Regions from separate parts of the Sus scrofa genome. Here region 1 is linked to region 2. Evidence: chromatin contacts called from public HiChIP or PLAC-seq data. All regions are on one chromosome and are shown on one strand. The core of a region is the stretch at or near the end of the contact, and the rest is flanking DNA. Distances in the headings are between cores, read along the strand shown. Region 1 overlaps VPS54 (vacuolar protein sorting-associated protein 54). Region 2 has its middle 24 kb from the start of AFTPH.

Region 1 (7,166 bases), core at 3,086-5,585, 520 kb after region 2:
CTGTGGTGTAGGCTGGCAGTTACAGCTCCAATTAGACCCCTAACTTGGGAACTACCATATGTTGCGGGTGTGGCCCTAAAAAGACAAAAAACAAATAAATAAATAAAGATGGGAATTATTGGAGCAAATGAAGTTGAGGTGAAGAGAGGCTCTGAGCATGAGCAGTCATGTTGGTAGGAGTCATAAGAAGGAAGTTTAGTGTCGAGTTTTGGAGTCAGGTGGACCTAAGTTCAGCCTGCATGTTTGTCACCGATTAGCCATTGAAGGACTGTGGGCAAATTATTAATCTCCTTAAGCCTCAGTTTACATCTCTAAATGGGAATGGTAATAAAACCTCTTAAAGTTATAGTGAAGATTTATGAGATAAGGTACGTGGAGCACTTTTCTTTTATCATGTGTTGTGACTAAAGCCAGTTCCAGTAAATGTTGCTGCTAATGCTTTTGGTATTGTTGTTAATAAAGATAATTCCACTTAACTAATGCATGATGGTGGGTAAATTGCAGGAGATGTGTTGGAAAGATAGTGGAGAAGTTCCCTTTTGTGGCTCAGTGAGTTAAGAGCCCAACTAGTATTCAGGAGGATGCAGGTTCATTCCCTGGCTTTGCTCAGTGGGTTAAGGATCTGGTGTTGCCACAGGAACAGTGTAGTTGGAGATGTGGCTCAGATCTGTAGTTGCTGTTGCTGTGGTATAGGCTGGCAGCTGCAGTTCTAATTCAACCCCTAGCCTGGGGACTTCCATATGCCATAGGTGTGGCCCTAAAAAGACGGAAAAAAAAAAAAAAAAAAAAAGATCTAAAGATAGTGGATAGCTTTGACTGCCAGTGGAAAGCTAAGCAATTTAAGGCAAGCTTATGGAGGTACAGTTTACACTCAGTAAAACTCATCCTTTCTAAGTATATATACTGTGATGAATTTTAACATGTATACAGTAGTGGAACTACCACAATTTAGATATAGGACCATTCCATCACTGTTAAACATTCTCTTGGGCATTTTTACAGTCATTCATTTCCTGATATCCCAACACCATGACAAACACTGATCTGATTTTTTTCCATACAGTTTTTCAGAATTTACCATAAAATGGAATCATACAGAGTGTAGCCTCTTGTCCCAAGTTCCTTTCATTTAGCATAATGCTTTTGAAATTCATGGATGTTATAGTATGTGTTAATGGTTTGTTCCTTTTTGTTATGGAGTAGTATTCATTGTATGGATGTACTACTATTTATCCATTCATCAGTTGATAGATGTTTGGGTTTCCTCAAGTTTCTGGCTCTTATGAATAATGCTACTATAAACATTCATGGTCACATCTTGGTGTGGGTGTTTTCATTTCTTTTGTGCAAGTACCTTGGAATGTATTGATGTTGGTATAGAAATGTAAAACTTTATAGTAACTTTATTAAAAACTGCCAAATTATTTTCCAAAGTGACTGTACAATTTTGTATTCTACTTGTGATATATAAGAATTCTAGGTCCTCTTTTTCTTCACCAGCGCTTTTATTGTCTCTTTGCTTTTTAATGTTGGTCTCCTAGTAGGTCTGTATTGAGTGATATCACGTAGTGGTTTTAATTTATATAATGACTATTATGTGGAGTATCTTTTCACGTGTTATTTTGCCATCCACAATTTCTCTTTGGTAAAGTGTTCAGATTTTTTGCTCCTTTAAAAAAATTGGATTATAATCTGAGTTTTAAGAGTTCTTTGTATATACTAGTTATAAGTCCTTTATTAAATATGTGAATTGTAAGTATATTCTCCCAGTCTGTGGCTTATCTTTTCATTTTATTAAGTGTCATAAAAAGAGCAGTTTTTACTTTTGGTGAATTCCACTTTATCATTTTTACTTTTGTTTTTCATACTTCTTGTGTCTTATCTCAGTAAATTTTTGTGACCCAAATTATAAAGATAATTTCCAGTGTTTTCTTCTAGAAGTTTTATTGTTTTAGGTTTTATATATAAGTCCATGGTCCATTTCTTTTTGATTTTTTGTTTGTTTGTTTGCTTTTTAGGGCCACACCTGCGGCATATGGAGGTTTCCAGGCTAAGGGTTGAATCAGAGCTGCAGCTCCCAGCCTACACCACAGCCATAGCAACTTGGGATCCAAGTCGAGTCTGCAACCTATACCACAGTTCACAGCAACGTCGGATCCTTAACCCACTGAGTAAGGCCAGGGATTGAACCCACAACCTTATGGTTACTAGGCGGATTCATTTCTGCTGCAGTACAATGGGAACTCCTTGATATTTTTATAGAGTACAAATTATGAATCAGTGTCTCTTTTTCATATGTAATTCCAATACCTTTTGTTGCAAAGACTATCCTTTCTCCATTGGTACCTTTGTTGAAAGTCAGCCAGCTTTTTTTGTGTGAGCCTATTTTTGGACTCTGTTCTGCTTTATTGATTTATGTCTGTCTTTACACCAATACCACCCTGGCTTAACTACTATAGCACTATTACAAGTCTTGAAATTAAGTAATGTGAGTCCTTGGGTGTGGAGCCTTCTCAGTGTTCTCATCCCCACCTCCAGTGGTAGCCAACCTCTGCTTTGATTGATGTAAGATCCTGGGCTTAAGGTGTTATTCTCCATTCCCTGAAGACCAGGCATATTTTGTTTCTACCCCTCACACAGTGACCTTGTGGATGAAAGAGTTTGGAGTCCTTCTCCCTTCTCAGTGACTTTAGGCTTTTGCTTTGTATGTGAGGAGGGTTTGGGGGAGTGGCTGGCATTTGTTCCTTTTCCTGAGTAGCAGCCAATTTACCTTCTGCTTGCCTATGTTACTGGGAGTGACCCTCTCCTCCCTGACCCCACTGTTGCTTGTGAGCACCTGCTGGAGGCCCATGGAGAGCTGTTGAGTGAGTGCAAACTCCCCTTGTGGCTGGGGTTCTCACTCATTCTGAACATGTGGTAGTCCACTTGGCCTTTGGGAATTCATTAAAATGTTAGTTGTTTTTTTATTTGCTTCTGGGGTGGTAACCTGCTCTTGCTATGTTTGCCAGAAGTGATTCCTGTGTCCTTTCTCTCCTCGGAGGGCCTTGTCACTCCTTGGAATTAGTTCCCTTTGTTCCTGTGACCTCTGTTCTCTGATAAGTTTAAGAAAACTTATGATTTTATAAATTATTCCTGTTTTTTTCTTGTGGTTAGGCTAGTAATGACATTCTCTTGAAGTTTTCTAAATTTTAAACAGAAACAAAACTAGAATTTTTAAGCTAATGAATCACATGATTATAGTTTAGAAAGGGTTAATCAGATAGTGTGCAGAATGGATTTGAGGTGATATGGCACGTCCTCTATTTGGAATTCTTTCACTTAATTTTTTTCCTTTAAAGACTCAGCAGCCTGAGTGTGCTGCTTAGGAAGCCATCTAAATGGCTGTCACCTAAATGTCCTTCACCCATCTTCTTGTAGCATGCATTGTTCACTTTCTGCAACAACAACTTTTAGACAGTCAGCTGTCCAAAGGGACTATCTCTGATTAATCTTTGTATACTCTGGCTGACACATTCATTCAAGCATGCACATACACATACATACATGTACAAACCTGTGTGCATGTGTACATACATATGCACACCCAAGAAAATACTTATTTAGAGCTTACCATGTACCAGGAATTTTATTAAATGTTTGTTGAACTAATATCTGGATTTAACTAATATTGTTAAAATGCTGTATTTTTTTCAGGTGAGAAGTAGTAAGGTCTCACCTAGAGCAGGGTTTCTCAAATGAGACAGTTTTGTCCCCAGAGGACATTCAGAAATCTTGGGAACATTTTTGGTTGTCACAGATGATACTGGTAACTAGTGAGTAGAGGCCAAAGATACCTCTGAACATCCTAAAATACACAATACACAGGAAGGCCTCTACAACAAAAATTATTTAGCCCAAAGTGTCAGTAGTGTAAAGGTTGAGGAATTCTGACCTAGAGTACTAATGTATAAAATAATTGGAAAGTATATTTGATGGGACTTAGCCACTAATTCAATACAAAGAAAAGAAGGAATAAAAACTGAGTTGGAAGTTTCAGGTCTATGTGACCCAGCAGGATTTGTAGTACCAGCAGTAGTAATTGAAATAAGTAAGAGGAGAAGGTTTGGGACAGCTCATGGTAAACTCAATAATGGACTGGAACATGTAATAAATGTGTGACTTAAACTCAGTCAGTAGTTCAGGACTAGAGATACATTAGATACATTAGAAGCCATGAGATTGAATGATATTAATAAGAGAAAAATGAGGAAGACAAGCAGGGATTAATGTTAAAATAACTTTGCACTTAGGTGGCAGGAGATAGAAAAAGGGGAAGATTAGGAGGGGCAGAATTGGGAAAGCATTTGGACTACACCAGGATAGTGTGAGATTATGTGTAGTACTGCAGAGCAATGAGGAAAGGGAACAAGAAAAACTACTGAATTTGCAATTTAGGACTTCTTTAGTGATTTTTTTTTTTTTTTTCCAGAGAAAAGTTTCGAAAGATTGTTAACAGTGGAGGGAAGGTAGCTTGTGTAGTGGCAAGAACCAGATTTTAAGGGTTGAGAATTAAGAAGTACAATATCAAGTTTAAGTGAATGAAGATATGTGGTGATGGTAAGATGGAGAAAGCAGTGGTGAAGGAAGGTTTTGGGGGAGTACTAGTTCTCAGGGCTGCCATAACAAATTACCATAAACTGAGTGGCTTAGAACACATATATTTATTCTCTTGTAGTTCTGGAGGACAGAAGTCCTAAATCAGAGTGTTCCTACACCACACTCCCTCTGAAGGCTCTAGAGAAGTATTCTTCCTGCCTCTTGCTAGCTTCTGGTGCTTATTGTCAATTGTTGGCATTCTTTGGCATGTAGATGCATTGCTTCAATTCTGCCTCTGTCGTCACATAGCCCTCTTCCCTCTGTGTGTCTCTGTGTCTATATTTCCCTCTCCTTTATTCTATGAAGACACCCACTGGATTTAGAGCCCACTCTAGTCCAGTATGATCTTATGAGGCTCCAGATGGACATGAATTTTAGGAGGATATTATGCAGCTTAGGACAGGGGAGTAGTTAAGATAACGGGATATTAGTGAGATACTACTTCATACCCACTTAGAAGGCTAAAATAAAAAAGGCAATAATAAGTGTTGGTGAGAATATGGAGAAACTGGAACCCTCATACTGCTGGGTGGGATTGTAAAATGGTAAAGCCATTTTGGAAAACATATTGGCCTTTCCTCAAAAGATTGAACGTGGAGTTTTTTGACCCAGTAATTCCACTTCTATGTATATACTCAGAATTGATACTTGTATACACAAAAACCTGTACATGAATGTTTGTGGCATTATTATTCATAATAGCCAAGAAGTAGAAATAACCCAAATGTCCATTGATTATTGGATAAACTATGGTATAACATGCAGTGGAATAGCATTCAGCCATAAAAAGGGTGAAGTACAGACAGGTGCTGCAACATGGATGAACCTTGAAAGCATGCTAAGTGAAAGAAGCCAGTCACAAAAAGCCACATGTTGTGTGATTCCATTTCTGGAGATTAGTGGTTGCAGGGGCTGAATGCATGCTAATGGGAATGGGGTTTTTTCTTGGGGTGATGAAAATGTTTAGAAGTTAGTGAATAATTGTGTAACTGAGTTTACTAAGAAACAGTCGTACACTTTAAAGGAATGATTTTTATGGTATGCAAATTATATCTTAAAACTGTTATTAATAAATAAGATAAAGGAATGTTGGATGTATTTCTAGGCTAGGGAGAGAAATCCTTGAGTGGTTTCAACTTTGCTTATCTTGGCGCAGTAACATAGCCTCTCCATGGTCCTGCTGCAGCAGTGTATTGGAACTCATCATTTTAATAAACCATATAAGATTTGTGCATCTAAAATATTATTTAGTCCAAATTTTCCTTATAAATGAAAATGATATATAAATTAAGCTGCGAATTGTAAAATGTGGGTCAAAAGGTGATTGTCCAAGTCATACTAGTATACTGTTCTGAATATAAGATGAGTAAAATATTAAGTACAGATCATTGAAAAAGTCTTCTCTTAACCTTAGGGTAAATTGATTACTATATTGTCCCACCTACAAAAGAAAAAGAACATTTTAATTCTATCAGTTATATTGATTTCAGATATGATCATGTTGAACACATTTTTAAAATCATGTTTAAAAAATAATCTGTTAATTTAGAGGGCCTACTGTAATGATTCATCATTGTATATTGAGCCAGAATAGGAACTAACATTTTTTGAGTACCTTCTTTGTATCAAGAACTGTTTTTGTGTTCTTATGATCCGTTTTTTAAAAAATGCTCATAGCAAGCTCTTTGAGATATAGAGAAATATACACAGTGTGGAGAAGTAACTCACCCAATGTCATATAGTTAAGAATTTTAAGAGTTGGAATTTAAATCCAAGCAATCCATCTTACGGAAAGAAGCAGCCTAAGTTTTTAGCCACTAAATTATGCTGGCTTTTTCAAGATCGATTAAGATTTTTAACAAGAGGTTCTTGAGACGTGCATGAGTATCCCTGTAAGTTTAACTCTGATATAGTGTGAACTTCAGCTATATCAGAGTTAAGAAGTGTAGGGACAGAAACTATGTCTTAGGGAATAGAGGGGACAAAATGCAATCCAAAGGACACGGACATAATTCTCATTATTTTTCCCTGCCAGTATGAGGTGAAAGCTCCTGTTCCTTCTGCCTGTTTCAGGAATATTTGTAAGCAAATGACAAAAATGCATGAAGCTATATTTGATCTCCTTCCAGAAGAACAAACACAAGTGAGTACTAATTCCTAAAACTACTTCATTATACATAACATAATATGCATGCAAAATTAGAGTGTTTTTTAATGTACTTTTGGCCTAGTTAGGTTTAGCTCATATTCTAATATGATTATTATTTTTTTCTGGTTGTTATATTGATTTGTGGAGCATGGATAATGTTTCTGATTTCAAAGTGCCCCTTACTCTGACAGTGCAGAGCAATAATAGCTTTGCTGTATGGTCTGTGATTTTTTTTTTTTTTGGTCAGTAATTTTAAACAGCAGATTTTCCTTTGTCCATTGGGTCATCAGAGGTCCCAGCTTCTACTTACATCATTTATTACATTATTAGTTTGAAAATCAAAATTAGCATTTATTAATAAAATATTAGAGTATGTTACTAT
Region 2 (7,056 bases), core at 2,571-5,070:
TCTGCATGAACAAGAATTACATCTTCTGTAAAATTAAGCCACCGAGCTGTCGGGTTTCCCTAGGACCACAGCCTGGCCTTTGTAGTGACAAGGGCTTAACAGCCTTCAGGGACCTGATTGGCAGGCCATTGAAATGAATGAAGTAGTGGAGAGCCTGATCAAGAGAAGAGACTAGAATGTTCTTCCTCTAGACACCTGCAAGGCTCCCTGCTTCTTCTCTTCGTGTCTTTGCCCAAATGTCACCTTCTCAGTGAAGCATTTCCTGACCATCCTCTTTAAAACCACAAGGCAATCTTCCTCCCACCTTATACTCCCTCGCCCTTCCCTAGTTTTCCTTCTCCATACTATTTATTATCTTCTAAATAAATAGTAATTTTAAAAACGTATTGATTGATCTGCCCATTTCCTACCACTATAATCAAAGTCTGTGAAGGTAAGGATTTTTTTTTGGTCCTGTGTTGCTCACTTTTGTGTGCCCAAAGACTCGCATAGTAGTTGGCACATACCAAGTGCTCCACATTTATTTGTTAAGTAAATGAATTTTTTTTAAAAAAAATATCCCAGTATGTGGGTCAGACAAAACACAGCTGGAGATCTGATTTAGTTCATGGGTCATGAGTTTACAACTTCTGTTTTAGACCCTTATTGAGAAGTCCTTGGAAAAAAAAGTGCCACTTAGAGTTGCAAGCAGTTTCCTGCCTCCCGCAAAGCAGATGTTTGATTTATTTTGTTCTGGGAAATGGACCACAATGAGTTTTTAATAAAAGTCTTGTAAATTCCAGGCTGCCTCATGCCTGCCTGTATCTTCCCAGTACACTGTGACAACAGTCTATTTCTCCTCTTGTCTCTGCTACAAATCCTAGAATTGTTCACATGCAAATTTCTGTTTCAGCCCTGGCATGGGGACCAGTCGTGGTCCCCACCGTTACACCAGCCAATACATTCCCTTTTGCATGTTAAGTTGGTTTGAGTTGTGTTTCTGTCACTGTGAATGAAAGCATCCTGACAAGTTTAATGTGACTTTGGGCAAGCTGGTTCATGTTTCCGAGTCTCTGCTTCCTCGCTTATGAAATGGAGGGGGTCAGATTAGATGAGCAGTAAATCCCTTTCCAGGATTTTAACATTTCAGAAATCTAACACATTTAGGGCTGCTGATTTGTGGAGTTCAAACATTTTTGACTGCAGACAAACTTGGCTCCTTGGAGCCACATGCCACTCTTGGCCACCAGCAGCCCCTCTGATGTATGGTGTCTACTGCTCCCACCTTGGTTGTTCTGATCATGTGTTCAGGACTGGCTCCTATAGGGAGAGGCACTTATAGTCATTTTCTAGTATCTCCAGATATGTCCTCCAACACGATCCTTGCTGGTACATTTTTCTTCTTCCTGACCCCATCTCCTGTTTGCCTTTCCACCTCTCTTGTTCCACACCTCTCCAAAGTCATATTTATTTCATCTGCAGCAGTTAGATATGTTTAGTAGATCTTTCATGCCAGGACCCTATTGTGTGTCTAGATGGTTCTTTCTTTCAATTTTCGGTGGGATGGGAAGGAGCATTATTTTATCATCTCAGGTTAGAAAGCTACATTATTTTCTTGAAATCATCATAAGAGTCTGACTCTGAGTTCCCATTGGCAGGGCTGGAGAGAAATTCAGTCTTCGTCGTTCTGAGGGATTCCTTTCCTCATCCCAGAAAGGTCACAGGGTTCTTATCCAGAGCAAAACATTTGGAGGGGGTCCCCAGTTCGGGGCCCCCAGTTCAGGGCAGGCTGGCTGCTGTGGATATACTCATTTCTCCAGCTCATATAGCAGCCTGGTAACTGGTAGCTGCTGGGCAACACTTGGCCATGAAAATAATAATAATGATAACACCTAATGTTTATGGAATGTCTTCTAATTTTAGTCTCCAAGTTCAGCCATGCTGCAAGTACCTGCCTAGGCTCCTCTGAGTGGAACAGACTTGTGCAAAGCCCACCTCCCAAGAGGAAGTGGAGCTCCCACTGCAAATGTGAAAAAGGACAGTCCTCCTATTACTAGCTGATCTCCCCCCAGTGCTTTTTCAATATTTTCAGGTGCGGCATTCAACTAAAGCCTCTGTAAAAATGACTCCTCCACCTTGGGTGAGAAGGGCAGCTTCTCCTTTGTATAAAGTCCCTTTCCGCCCTGTCCACCTGAAAAGGGGCAGAAGAGCATGTGTAGTAATGTCTTGAAACACAAGAGCACTGGACCTGTTGCAAAGGCCATAATAAATGGAGAGGTACAGGAGGACCCTCTGTGGCTGAGTGCAGCACTTAGAAAAGGGGCTGATCAATTTACCAGTCTTTGAGAGAGAGCTGTGTCTTCAAGGTATAATCTCTTGGGGACCAAACCCCTCTGATGATGTTAACAAACATTCTCATATTAATAAAGATACTATTCTCCCCCCCCCTTTCTTGGTGTGACCTTGCCAGGGATCCAGCCTGAGCCACAATAGTAACAATGCCAAATCCTTAACCTCTAGGCCACCAAGGAACTCCTTTTCTCTTTCTCCTCCCCTCACCACCCTTCTAGAAAATCAGCATCTGGACATTTCGAGGAGAGGAAGGCAGAGCATCTCCTTCATTCCAACCTGCCAAAAAGACACTGGCACTTACCAGCAAAGACATCTATCTGTACCCCATGACCCCGCAGAGAGGGAATGTGTTTTCCTCTTTCTGGTGGCTTCCTACCTCTCTGTGATTGACAAGTAGTTACAGATCCTGGAGATTGATAAAAAACAAAACCAAATCCTGCTGTGATCCTTTCACAGCCGGGCCCTTCCTGTTTGGTCTCTGAATGAGTTGCAGGCAGGACTATGGCAATCGCAAAGGAGAAGGCTGAAGGGAACATCAACGCCGCCCCCCCAAACCCCCCACCGCCCGCCCAAGACAAGACGAGGGATGGAGAGAGACCCATCCCGTGGGTCTACAGCTGCCGGTACTTCAGGCACCGGCGTGGGAGAGACATACCGGCGAAAGGAGAGAGCCCCCAAACCCAGAGCAGGTAGGTCTTAGGAACCCTGGGAGAGTCACCTTCCCTGGCCTCCCTTTTCCTCTGGTGTCATCTGGGAGGCACAGGGGAGAATCCCTGACAGGATTGTCTTGGGCAAACCACACGCCCTTGCGCCTCATTGTTCTTATTTGTAAAGGGAAGGGGTATGCAGTAGGTACCTCTGAAATGCTGTGGTTCTGAGGCTGATATGAGGCAGGAGAGACGAAGTCTCGCGAAGCCAAGCAATCTAGAAGCTTCTGGAAGTGGCTACGCTGCTCGCTCCCGACCAGTGGTTCTCGAACTTGAGGTGTATCAGAATTCCCTGGAGGGTTTGCTAAGGGGGGACTTAGCACTCCCAGAGTTGCCTTTCAGTAGCACTAGGGTAAGACCTGAGAATTCACCTTTCTAACAAGTTCCCAGGTGCTGCCCCTGCCGCTCGTCTGCGGCTCACCTGTCGAGCAAGCATCGCTGCTCTAGTCTACCTCCGCCCAGTGGAAGGAGGCTTCTGCGATGAAGGTCACCTAGGAGGAGCTTAGGAGTGCCCCCTTCAGGATGCGTACCTTTTCTTCCCACCTGCAGGGGGCAGCCTCGTTCTGCCTCAGCCTAGACGAAGGACCAGGATAACAAGGAAGGTAACTCCCGATTAAATACGCCCATTTCCTGAAAATTCTAGATAGACGCTAAAGTTACCCACGGGCCTGAGTCCGAGCCCTAGACAGGGGAGCTCTTTTACTCTGAGTTGTTCCCAGCCTGGGCTGGCGAGGGCTCTACTACCGAAAGTGGGCAGCTCTGCTGATGCCGGACTCCCGGGGCAGGGAGTGCGCTTCATTCGCCTGAAAGCTCACCCTGCTAGCAAAGTGCTGCCTCAGCGTCAGGGCCCAGGAAATGTTCCACGGAAGAACAAATTAATATTTGTTTGAAGATCTGTGCAAGAACTAGTGAGAGAGAAGGGCAGAAAATGATGGAATGAATTTTAAACATGGTCAGTCTAGCAGGAGACACTGACCACTGTTTCAGAAAACGAGAGCGTTTTCTGAAGCTGGGTGATTCTCCCTCGTGAAACAGCGCAGGGCCTCCCAAAAGCTGCAGCATTCGGCGGAGCAGAAGGCTGCAGGAGCAAAACCTGCCAGAAGGGGGCGCCTCGACATTTCCTCCTCGGAGTCAGCCCCAAGCAAGGCATCCGCCAGTCCTTCCATTATCTTAAAAAAAAAAAAAATTATACTGCAGGGTGCCTCAAACTTTTATTTAAAACAAGGTGAAAGTAAATAATCAATATAAAAAAAACCCCAAGCTGAACAAAAGCCTTCTATTTGTGCAGCAAACAGCCTATCAAGTCCAGAGGGAGGCAGTAACTGCCATTCAGAAGGAAGCTGCCTGGCCAATAGACTTGCCCAGTGTGGAGGAGGAAGACAATTTGGGGGCAAGGAAGAAGAAGCAGCAGAGGCTCTGACATGGGTAGAAGGTGTTTGGGGTGGGGAGAGAAGACTAGTCTGCTTGGAAAGGACTCCTCTTCCCTCTTCATCCTTCAGGCTGGGAGGTCTGATTAGGGCCTGAGGATGATCACAACAGTCAGAATATCTACCCTGGTGTGCTCAGTTTCCCACTACCGCAGATTTCTGCCCAAATTCCAGATATTTAGAACATATGAAAGTGGTATACGCCAGGCCCACTGTCAGTAGGAGAGGCCTCCTAGGTGGGTCTCTAAGGGTGGCTCTAGGCCTGTTCTGCCCCATTCCTACAGTCTCAGAGTTCCTCTAATGGCCATAGTGATCATGCCATGGGGCGAGATCTGCATGTAAGACCGGCCGTGGACGTGAGACAGAGCAACCTCACAGGATGCAGCTGGAGGTCAACTCACAACCAACCATTGCGGCAACAAGTGACCCTCGTTAGCAACATTATCTGTCCCCTGCACTTGTAGCAGGACACATCATGATGTGGCACTTTTCACTAAAGTGTTCCTCATGCTTTTTATCTCTCCTTTTTTGCAGAATGCTCCTCCTCCTATGTTGTTAGTCTGCTTTGGTGGTGTCATCATTCACAAAATCTCCTAAACAAGAAACTTTCTAGCTATTTATTTTTTATTTTTTTACTCTGTGCCACATTCAGCCAGCCAAGAAATCCTAATTATTCTATCTCTTAAATAATCTCTATCCTCTCTCCTCCACAGTCACTGGTTAGGATTCATCTGGATGGCTAGTCACCTCTGTTTTCTCTAATTCCATCCTCAGCACTGATTCCAATGCTCTGAAAGTCATATTTGATGATGAAGTTCTCTTGCTTAAAAACCATTGGTAGCCCCCTGAGGCCTACACAGGATGAGGACACATTGCTTTTGGGAACCAGGCTTGGTATAGCTAAACAAATGAGATGGGGACAATGATTGGGGGTAAGAGAGTTCCACTGAATTCCTTTCATGTAAGAGGCCACCCACTGTAATCCTGAAAGCCCCACTATGCCCTGGAGTTGAATCCCAATCAACACAAGGGATTGAACTTTGCATTTAAAATCTTTTGTTCCCATTATTCATGCCACCTTAGGCACGAAGGTTTCTCATTTCCTACCCTGCTCTCCTTATAGATTCCAAAAGCACTTGCATTGCTTCCCTAGGATCTACACAAGTGAGAAATGAAGTGCCACGTGGTCAGCCCTATGTAGTCCAGCAGACTGTCCCCCAGAGGGCCTTTCTGTAGTCGGGTGGGTACAAAATTCAAACTAAATTTTCCCTTCCAGTCCTGCCCAGCTTCTAGCTGGAGGAAAGAATGTGGTCTTAGAAGGAGAGAAATTTTCTCTTTTCACACAGGCCCTTGTCTTATACTCGCCTTAGAAAAAATACCACTTTTTCTGAATACTCACACACAAACGCTGCCTAGCTTCTTATAAAAACTGCTGCTTCTGTGTTTTTGTCCTGAATATCTGCATTTTGGGGGTGGTTGGCTCTGGCCACTGCATTTGACAAGAGCTGACAAGCAACCGCTTGTGGATGTCACGGATGCTGTGACTGGACTGTCTCGGGGATGAAGCGATGAGAAGCTGGTTTGGTGTTTATGTACCCAGGCAACCGTCATGTTTACTGGCTGGCTCTTTGGTTGGCTTCCAAACCAGCAGCACCGCACCCGTTAGCACTGGGCTGCATGCTGGTTACTGATGGGTTGCCCTGCCAGTTGTGAGGAATTATTACTTTTCACTTGAGCAATTGGTGGTTTCATTGGAGGAGCAGTTTTACAAACACACATCAGAGTTTCGCCTGACAAAATTCCTAAATGCCCAACGAGGCGGTGAAACCAAGGGGTGTGTCCTTGTCCCAATCAGACTGTCTGCTCCTCTGCTTGAGAGACTGATATATATTGGGCTTATCAACCCATTCGGATTTGTTGAGGTGTGTGTTTGGCATGGATCTAGGCTTCAGAAACCAGGGAGGGCAGGTATTATGGAGAGAGGTCGTACCAGAATCATATGTGCCTTTACAGAGGAAGGAAGGTTGCTCTCACCAGAAGGGTAGTGAGGTAATCAGCCTTCTAGGTCCCCAGTGATCACCACTTCCTAGTGTCTAGGACTTCATGTAATCTCCCCCCGCCCCGAGTGTGAGCTTGACCTAGTGACTTACTTCTAATGAGTAAAATATGACAAAAGTGATGGGATATCCTTTCTGACATTATTTTACCAAAGTCTGTGATCCCCCCTTTCCCTTGTGCACCCTGATGAAGCCAGCTGCCATGTTATAAGCTGCCTTATGGGAAGGCTTATGTTGCAAGGAACTGACGGTCACCTCTAGCCAAGAGCTGGCAAGGAACTGAGACTCTCAACCCAGTGGCCCACAAGGAATTGAGTCCTGCCAATGAAATGACCACTTGGGGGATGGTCTTGAGTGAGCTTGGGAGAGGACGCTTCCCCATCTGAGCCTTGAGTGAGGGCCACGCTGGCCATCTTCTTTTTTATTGGTCACACTTGCAGCATATGGCAGTTCCCGGGCCAGGGATTAAATCCTGAGTCGGAGCTGCAGCTGTGATCTATACCACAGCTGTGGCAATGCTGGATCCCTCACCCA

The links. HiChIP or PLAC-seq counts read pairs in DNA pulled down with a chosen protein or histone mark.
Region 1: a contact with region 2 is called in an H3K27ac HiChIP or PLAC-seq map of alveolar macrophages. The contact joins two enhancer-like sites. A contact is called at or near these places in 1 of 47 Hi-C or Micro-C datasets (embryonic fibroblasts) and 1 of 2 datasets of contacts at active chromatin or transcription factors (alveolar macrophages).

Annotation. Positions count from the first base shown.
Region 1 is chr3:77,961,711-77,968,876 of Sscrofa11.1, forward strand. It overlaps VPS54 (vacuolar protein sorting-associated protein 54), which reads left to right. Exons shown (of 23, transcript XR_002342640.1): 21 at 6,709-6,778. Among named protein-coding and RNA genes, the nearest start is that of UGP2, 65 kb to the right of the region's middle. Within about 2 kb of position 4,336, at least 1 of the 83 cell types and tissues checked has an H3K27ac peak or open chromatin away from gene starts, as enhancers often do. A contact at or near this core is called in alveolar macrophages, where this site is marked.
Region 2 is chr3:77,443,606-77,450,661 of Sscrofa11.1, forward strand. No RefSeq gene overlaps it. Among named protein-coding and RNA genes, the nearest start is that of AFTPH, 24 kb to the left of the region's middle. Within about 2 kb of position 3,821, at least 46 of the 83 cell types and tissues checked have an H3K27ac peak or open chromatin away from gene starts, as enhancers often do. A contact at or near this core is called in alveolar macrophages, where this site is marked.